Regions from separate parts of the Canis lupus genome. Here region 2 is linked to region 1. The links are chromatin contacts, called in public Hi-C maps. All regions are on one chromosome and are shown on one strand. The core of a region is the stretch at or near the end of the contact, and the rest is flanking DNA. Distances in the headings are between cores, read along the strand shown. Region 1 holds the start of LOC612422 (guanylate-binding protein 4-like). Region 2 holds the start of GBP1 (guanylate-binding protein 1).

Region 1 (3,134 bases), core at 364-2,863:
GTGAGTGAGGCCTTGCAGATTGCAGAAATAATGCTTTCTGAAACCAGGTGTCGGCTCAAGACGTTTACGTATAAGTTCTTTTCTTTTTTTTTTTTTTTTTTAAGTAGTGTTGAACTCAGGACCCTGAGATCAAGACCTGAGCTGAGATCCAGTCGGATGCCTAACCACTGGAGCCACCGAGGCACCCCAAGTATAAATTCTAACCTAGCACTGGCTCATCAATAAGCTCTGTTGCCTCAGAGGTGACTTTTTGGAAGTCTATCTCAAAAACTAACTGAAAAATATTTTTATATATAACCGAACAGAGCCATGAGCCATCACATATGGCAAGGGCATCAGACAATACAGAATTAGTCCAAGGGAAGTCAGTAAACAAAGTATAAAACCATCAACAATCTCTTGAGGGGATGATGGAATCCACAGTTACAACATTATATTATTTGTAATGTCTTGTTTTCAAAACAAGTTAGGAGGCATGCAAAGAAACAGAAAAGTTGGCCTAATCATAGGAAAATAAGTTAATAGAAACAATCTCTTGGGCCATGAGCAGAAAATATCTCATTTAACAGGCAAATATATCAAAGCATCTATTATGAGTATGCTTAAAGAACTAAAGGTAACTATGGTTTAAGAATCAAAGAGGGTTAAAATGATTCATGACATAGAAAATATCAATAACAAGAAGTTACTGAAAGAACAAAACAAATTCCACAGTGGACTAGTAGAACTGGAATACAGTATAGTGGCTCAAAAACAGATTTTAACTGGCAAAGGGAAGATCTGTGAACTGAAGATAAATCAACAGAGAGAATCCATTTTGAAGAATAGAAAAGAAGACAAAATTAGGAGTCATAGAGCGCAGAGACTGTGAGGCACCATCAGGTGTGCCAATATAGGCAGGGTGGACATCTCATCAGTAGATGAAAGGCAGAAAATGTTAGAAAAAAATACATGTAAAAATAATAATGCAAAACATGCATGATTTATGAGAAACATAATCAAGAAGTTCTATGAGTTCCAAGATATAAAAGTATAACAGAATGCACACCTACATACATCATAGTCCTAAAAGAAGACCCAGTTTGGGGAAATACCCAAACTGCCTACATTTTGACCTCAGTCTGTACTTTTTAACCGATTAAGTCAAGACCCTATGTGGTGTCCTCCTTGAAATAAGTCCCTTTCTGTTTCACCACTGCTGACCTCTCTGCCTTTGGGTTTTGTCAATGACAAGTGGCTAGACCCAGTCTGCTTGGGACCCCTGAAGCCAGGTACCCTTGTGCCCTTGGACTCTACTAACAGTCCACTTGTGCACAGACAAGCTGGGGACAAAATAAAGAAGGCTAGTTAGGGCGATATTTACTAAGGTCTAACTGCAGAGTGACTGGGATCCACAAACTGCCCTCTATACCTTCTCAGGCTCTGGTGGCTTTGTTCCCACACGCCTTCTCAAAATATTTAACACACCATGAAGTTCTTTTACTATCACAGTTTCCTCCTCCATTTCATTTCTCAACTTCCTCAATTTGTTTTCAGTTTCTGGGGGCGGAGAAAACAGAAAACGAGTGAGTTGAGAGGCAGCAGGAAGCTCATTCTTGAACAGAGCAGCAGGTCTGCAACTATGGAGCAGGTATGTTCAGTTCTAAACTTTCTTTTGCATGCACTTTAGGTTCGGGCTTTAAGCCCTAATTTCTGAGATAAAAAGGGGAACTGAGAATAGGAATGCAATAGATAAATCTAAATAGGGAAGATATAAAACCTTGTATTTGTGATTTCCACTTAATGTTGTTTACATATTCTTGCTCTAAAATCTACATATTCTAAAAATCTATGTTTTAAAAAAATATGAATTATAGAGGAAGCTTAAGACTACAATGAAATCCTACCTTCTATTCATTTAGATGCACCCTGTGGTGATATTTTGTGATATTTGCATTCTCTTTCTAAACAGATATAGAAGTTTTTCTGTTTACATTCTTATTCTGATTATTATTTGGTGGAATAAGTAACAGAGGCCATGACTCTTCACCACTAAATACTCTAGCACATTTATCTAATACTAAATACTCTAGATGTCCTTCTACTTTCTTTGGACCCACTTCCTTCCCCCACGGCTGCTCCTTTCTCTCCCCTGGCTACTGTTTCCAACACTCTCCTAAGTCTGTGTTCTGTAAGGACATTCCTGGCCATCCTACTAGTATTTGCAGTGAATCCTCTGAGTATTTAACATAGCGAACCTCTTCCTTCTTCTGGAGGCTCACTCTGTCTGCATCGCCTCTGAAACCCCTTGCTCTCCCAGGACTATCATCCCGGAAAGATCTGCCAGGCTTTCTTCTTTTGTATTCTTAAGCTGAATTAAATCATTTCAACACATAATTCAATTAACCCTTATCACTCACATATATCTCTTTTCTCAGGATTATTTCAGTTTAACAAATCTACTATGTGCCCAGTATGGGGACCGAACAGAGAACAGAACAGACAGGACACCTTTCTCTTCAAGCTTAGACCTTAGTGAAGATAATTATAATGGTGATAAACAGTAGAGTATAATCCTTGTTGTACCGTCTGTTTTCTCCCTAGTTTGAGATGGTTATTGGGAAATACTGTTAACTCTTCCCTTGTTCCATTCTAATCTATCTCCCCTTTCTCTTATACTAATAGGACTCCTGCTTACTTGCCACACACACAGTTTCCCAGAATAATGATGGCAATTCCAGCCTCTCTTGTGGTTGTGTACAGGAATATGAATAATCTATGAAGCAATCTGGTTTATGTAGATAAGATGAATTAGTAAAGGAGAGGCCTATCTTCCCTTTGTCTGTTCTATGCTTAGAATACAAGTATGAAGGGCCCCTGGGTGGCTCAGTGGTTGAGCATCTGCCTGTGGCTCAGGTTGTGACCCCAGGGTCCTGGGATTGAGTCCCATATCGGACCCCCAGCGTGAAGCCCGCTTCTCCCTCTGCCTGCGTCTCTGCCTCTCTCTGTGTATCTCTCATGAATAAATACATAAAATCTTTTTAAAAAATACAAATATGGCAGCACACCATCTCACACCATGGACCACCCCTTAAGATGACTGAGCATATGATAAAAAGGTTCTGAAGCCCCAATCCTTATGAAACAAAAGCACA
Region 2 (3,134 bases), core at 167-2,666, 140 kb after region 1:
ATAATGCTACAGTAAACATCTCATGTTTAGGGTACATATAACTGTCCAAATTAGTGTTTTTGTTTTCTTTGGGTAAAAACCCAGTAGTAGAATTACTGGATCATATGGTAGTTCTATTTTTAATCTTCAGGGTACCTCTATTCCACAGTGGCTACACACAGTTTGCATTCCCACCAAGAATGCACCAAGAATTCTTTTCTCCACATCCTTGCCAACACTTGTTTCTTGAGTTTTTTATTTTAGCTATTCTAACAGGTATAAGGTGATATCCCATTGTAGTTTTGATTTGCATTTCCCTAATGATGAATGATGTTGAGCATCTTTGCATGTGTCTGTTGGCCATCTCTGTCTTCTTTGGAGAAATGTCTATTCATGTCTTATGTCCATCCCATTTTTTATTGGATTATTGGTTTTTTGATATTGAATTTATAAGTTCTTTATATATATTTTGGATATTAGCCCTTTATCAGATATGTCATTTACAAATATCTTTTCCAATTCAGTAAGTTGTCTTTTTGTTTTGTTGATGGTTTCCTTCACCGTGCAAGTTTTACTTCAATGTAGTCCGAATAGTTCATTTTTGCTTTTGTTTCACTTGCCTCTGGAGAAAAATGTTTCTACAGTTGATGGCAAAGAAATTACTGCCTATCTTTTTTCCTACAATTCTGTGGCTTCACATCTCATGTTTAGGTGTTTAATCCATTTTTGAGTTTATTTTTGTGCATGGTATAAGAAAATGGCCCAGTTTCATTCTTCTACATATATCTGTCCAGTTTTCCCAACACCATTTGTTGAAGAAACATCCTTTTCCAGTTGCATATTCTTTTTCTTTTAAAGAGTTATTTATTTTAGAGAGAGAGTACATGCGTGGGGGAGGGATAGAGAGAGAGATCCCAAGCAGGCTTCCTGCCCAGCATGGAACGCAATGCGGTGCTCAATCCCATGACCCCATGACCTGAGTCGAAATCAAGAGCCAAATGCTCAGTTGATTAACTGAGCCACGCAGGCACTTTTCCCATTGCGTATTCTTGTCTCCTTTGTTATAGATCAATTGGCCTAAAAGCATGAGTTTATTTCTGGATTCTCTATTCTGTTCTATTGATCTATGTGTCTCTTTTTGTGCCAGTACCATACTGTTTTGATTACTGCAGCTTTATAGTATATCTTGAAATCCAAGATTCTGATCCCTCCAGTTTTGTTCTTCTTTCTTAAAATTGCCTTGGCTATTTGTAGAACCATACAAATTTTAGGATTGTTCCAGTTCTGTGAAAAATGCTATTTGTAATTTGATAAAAAATGCATTAAATCTATAGATTTCTTTAGATAGTATGGAAATTTTAACAGTATTTATTTTCCCAATCAATGAAGATGGAATATACTCAATGGAATATCTTTCCATTTGTTTGTCTTACTGAGATCCTCCAGTCTTTTCTCAAGTCCAGTAAGTATCTTTATGATCATTATTTTGAAATCTCCATTGGGTTTATTGCTTATCTCCATTTCATTTAGCTCTTTTACTCTAATTTTATCTTGTCCTTTTATCTAGGACATAGTCCTCTGTCTCCTCATTTTGTCTAGCTCTCTGTTTTTATGTATTAGGAAAGTCAGTTATATCTCCTAATCTTGAAAGTAGTTGCCTAATGAAGAAGAGGTCCCATAAATGGTGCAATGACCCCTGTTCACTAGAACTTGGCAGGGGTGCCTCCTATGTGTGTTGTAGGAATTCTTCTATTGTGGTTGAGCCATGCTTGCCTTCAGTAAGTTGTCTACAATGTCTTTGCCTTGTTATGAGCAAGGTTTGGTCTCTGTCTGTTAAGGGGCCAATTTGGGGCAGCCTTGGGTTACAGTTAGGTCAGACCAGATGGTTGCCTTCAGCCCATTTGCCAGAACTGTGGTTCGCACTGAACTGCAGGTTGCTCTTCCTGCATTGTTTTCTGAGAGGCTTTCATTTGTGAGCAGGATCTGCAGTCAGATCAGATGTTTGATCCCCAGTCTGTCTGTTGGGTTTGTAGTGACCCCAAACCACAGGGTTCTCTGTGCTACCCCTATGAAGTTTTTCTTGGTGGGTAGAGCTAGCAGTCAGATCAGACCCAGGAGGATGCAGTTAAAGTGGTGTGTGCAGTTACCTTCGGGTACTTTGGACTGGTACTGGCAAGTGTCAGGGCTTCTCGAAGAATGAGACCTAGCTAGAGAACTATGGAGGAACTCCTCTTGAGTGGGGTGGACTGGAGGGGGGGAATCTACAGGAGAACAGGGTATGTGGTGTTAGCAAACTAGATTGTAAATGTTCACACTAGTTACCGCAGGTGTCCAAGTATCTAGCCTGGGGTTGAAAGAGAGAAAAGGCATCCACCAGTTCTTTTGTTCTTGGAAAAGTCTCCTAAAGATCCTTGCCTCTCCTGTGCACATTCTGGGATTAGTAAATAAATCTCATATACCCCAGGTGCCTCCCAAACTGCTGTTTCTATGATGTATCTTACTGGGGTTGTTTGTTATTTTGGCTCTTTAAGAGTGGGAACTCAGTTTTCTATCACACTCCAGGCTCTCTCAGAGCCAAGCCTTTTAAAGTTCCTGATGTTAAACCCCACCTGATTGTAAAAACTCAAGAAGTTAAGCTCCTCTGATTGTCAAAGCTGATGTAATGGGGACTTGTATTCCCAGTGCAGGTCCCTTATGTCTGGGATGCCTGACGGGGGGGTCTTTTCCCCTCCCATCTCTGTATTTGTGGTATCCCTCCTGCCTGTGGTTAGTCTTGCATCTTACTTTGGTTTCCAACCAGACTTCACCCTTTTGTACCGTTTTCAATGTGGTCTCCTCTCTTCGATTAACTGTGGACAGTCTGTTCTGCTGGTCTTTGGTTCATTTTGGGTTAATTACACTGATGTGGCTGTTATCTAGGTGTGTCCATCTCTCCAGGCTCCTCTACCTCCTGATCTTTTAATCCTTATTTCATAGTCTTTTGTTCCCTACTCATATATGTGTGTATATGTTTGTGTACATATATACATACATATAACATAATTTTTAGCCATATTGTTTCCAATTGTGCACTTGTAGCCCCTCATGTAGTTAAGGCTAATTTACTGTGAGGCTAATGAAGCTTAAATTTAAAGGCCCCTTGCTTACACAAACCT

What was found. A called contact is a pair of places that touch in the nucleus more often than the background predicts.
Region 2: a contact with region 1 is called in a Hi-C map of blood, with 2.4 times the contacts expected there. The contact joins the promoter of GBP1 here to the promoter of LOC612422 in region 1. A contact is called at or near these places in 2 of 9 Hi-C or Micro-C datasets (both in blood).

What each region holds. Positions count from the first base shown.
Region 1 is chr6:59,753,381-59,756,514 of UU_Cfam_GSD_1.0, forward strand. LOC612422 (guanylate-binding protein 4-like) reads left to right here and starts at 1,614. Exons shown (of 7, transcript XM_038541448.1): 1 at 1,614-1,630.
Region 2 is chr6:59,897,950-59,901,083 of UU_Cfam_GSD_1.0, forward strand. GBP1 (guanylate-binding protein 1) reads left to right here and starts at 1,417. Exons shown (of 12, transcript XM_038541449.1): 1 at 1,417-1,441. The region is part of intron 1 of LOC119872277 (a long non-coding RNA gene); the gene reads right to left.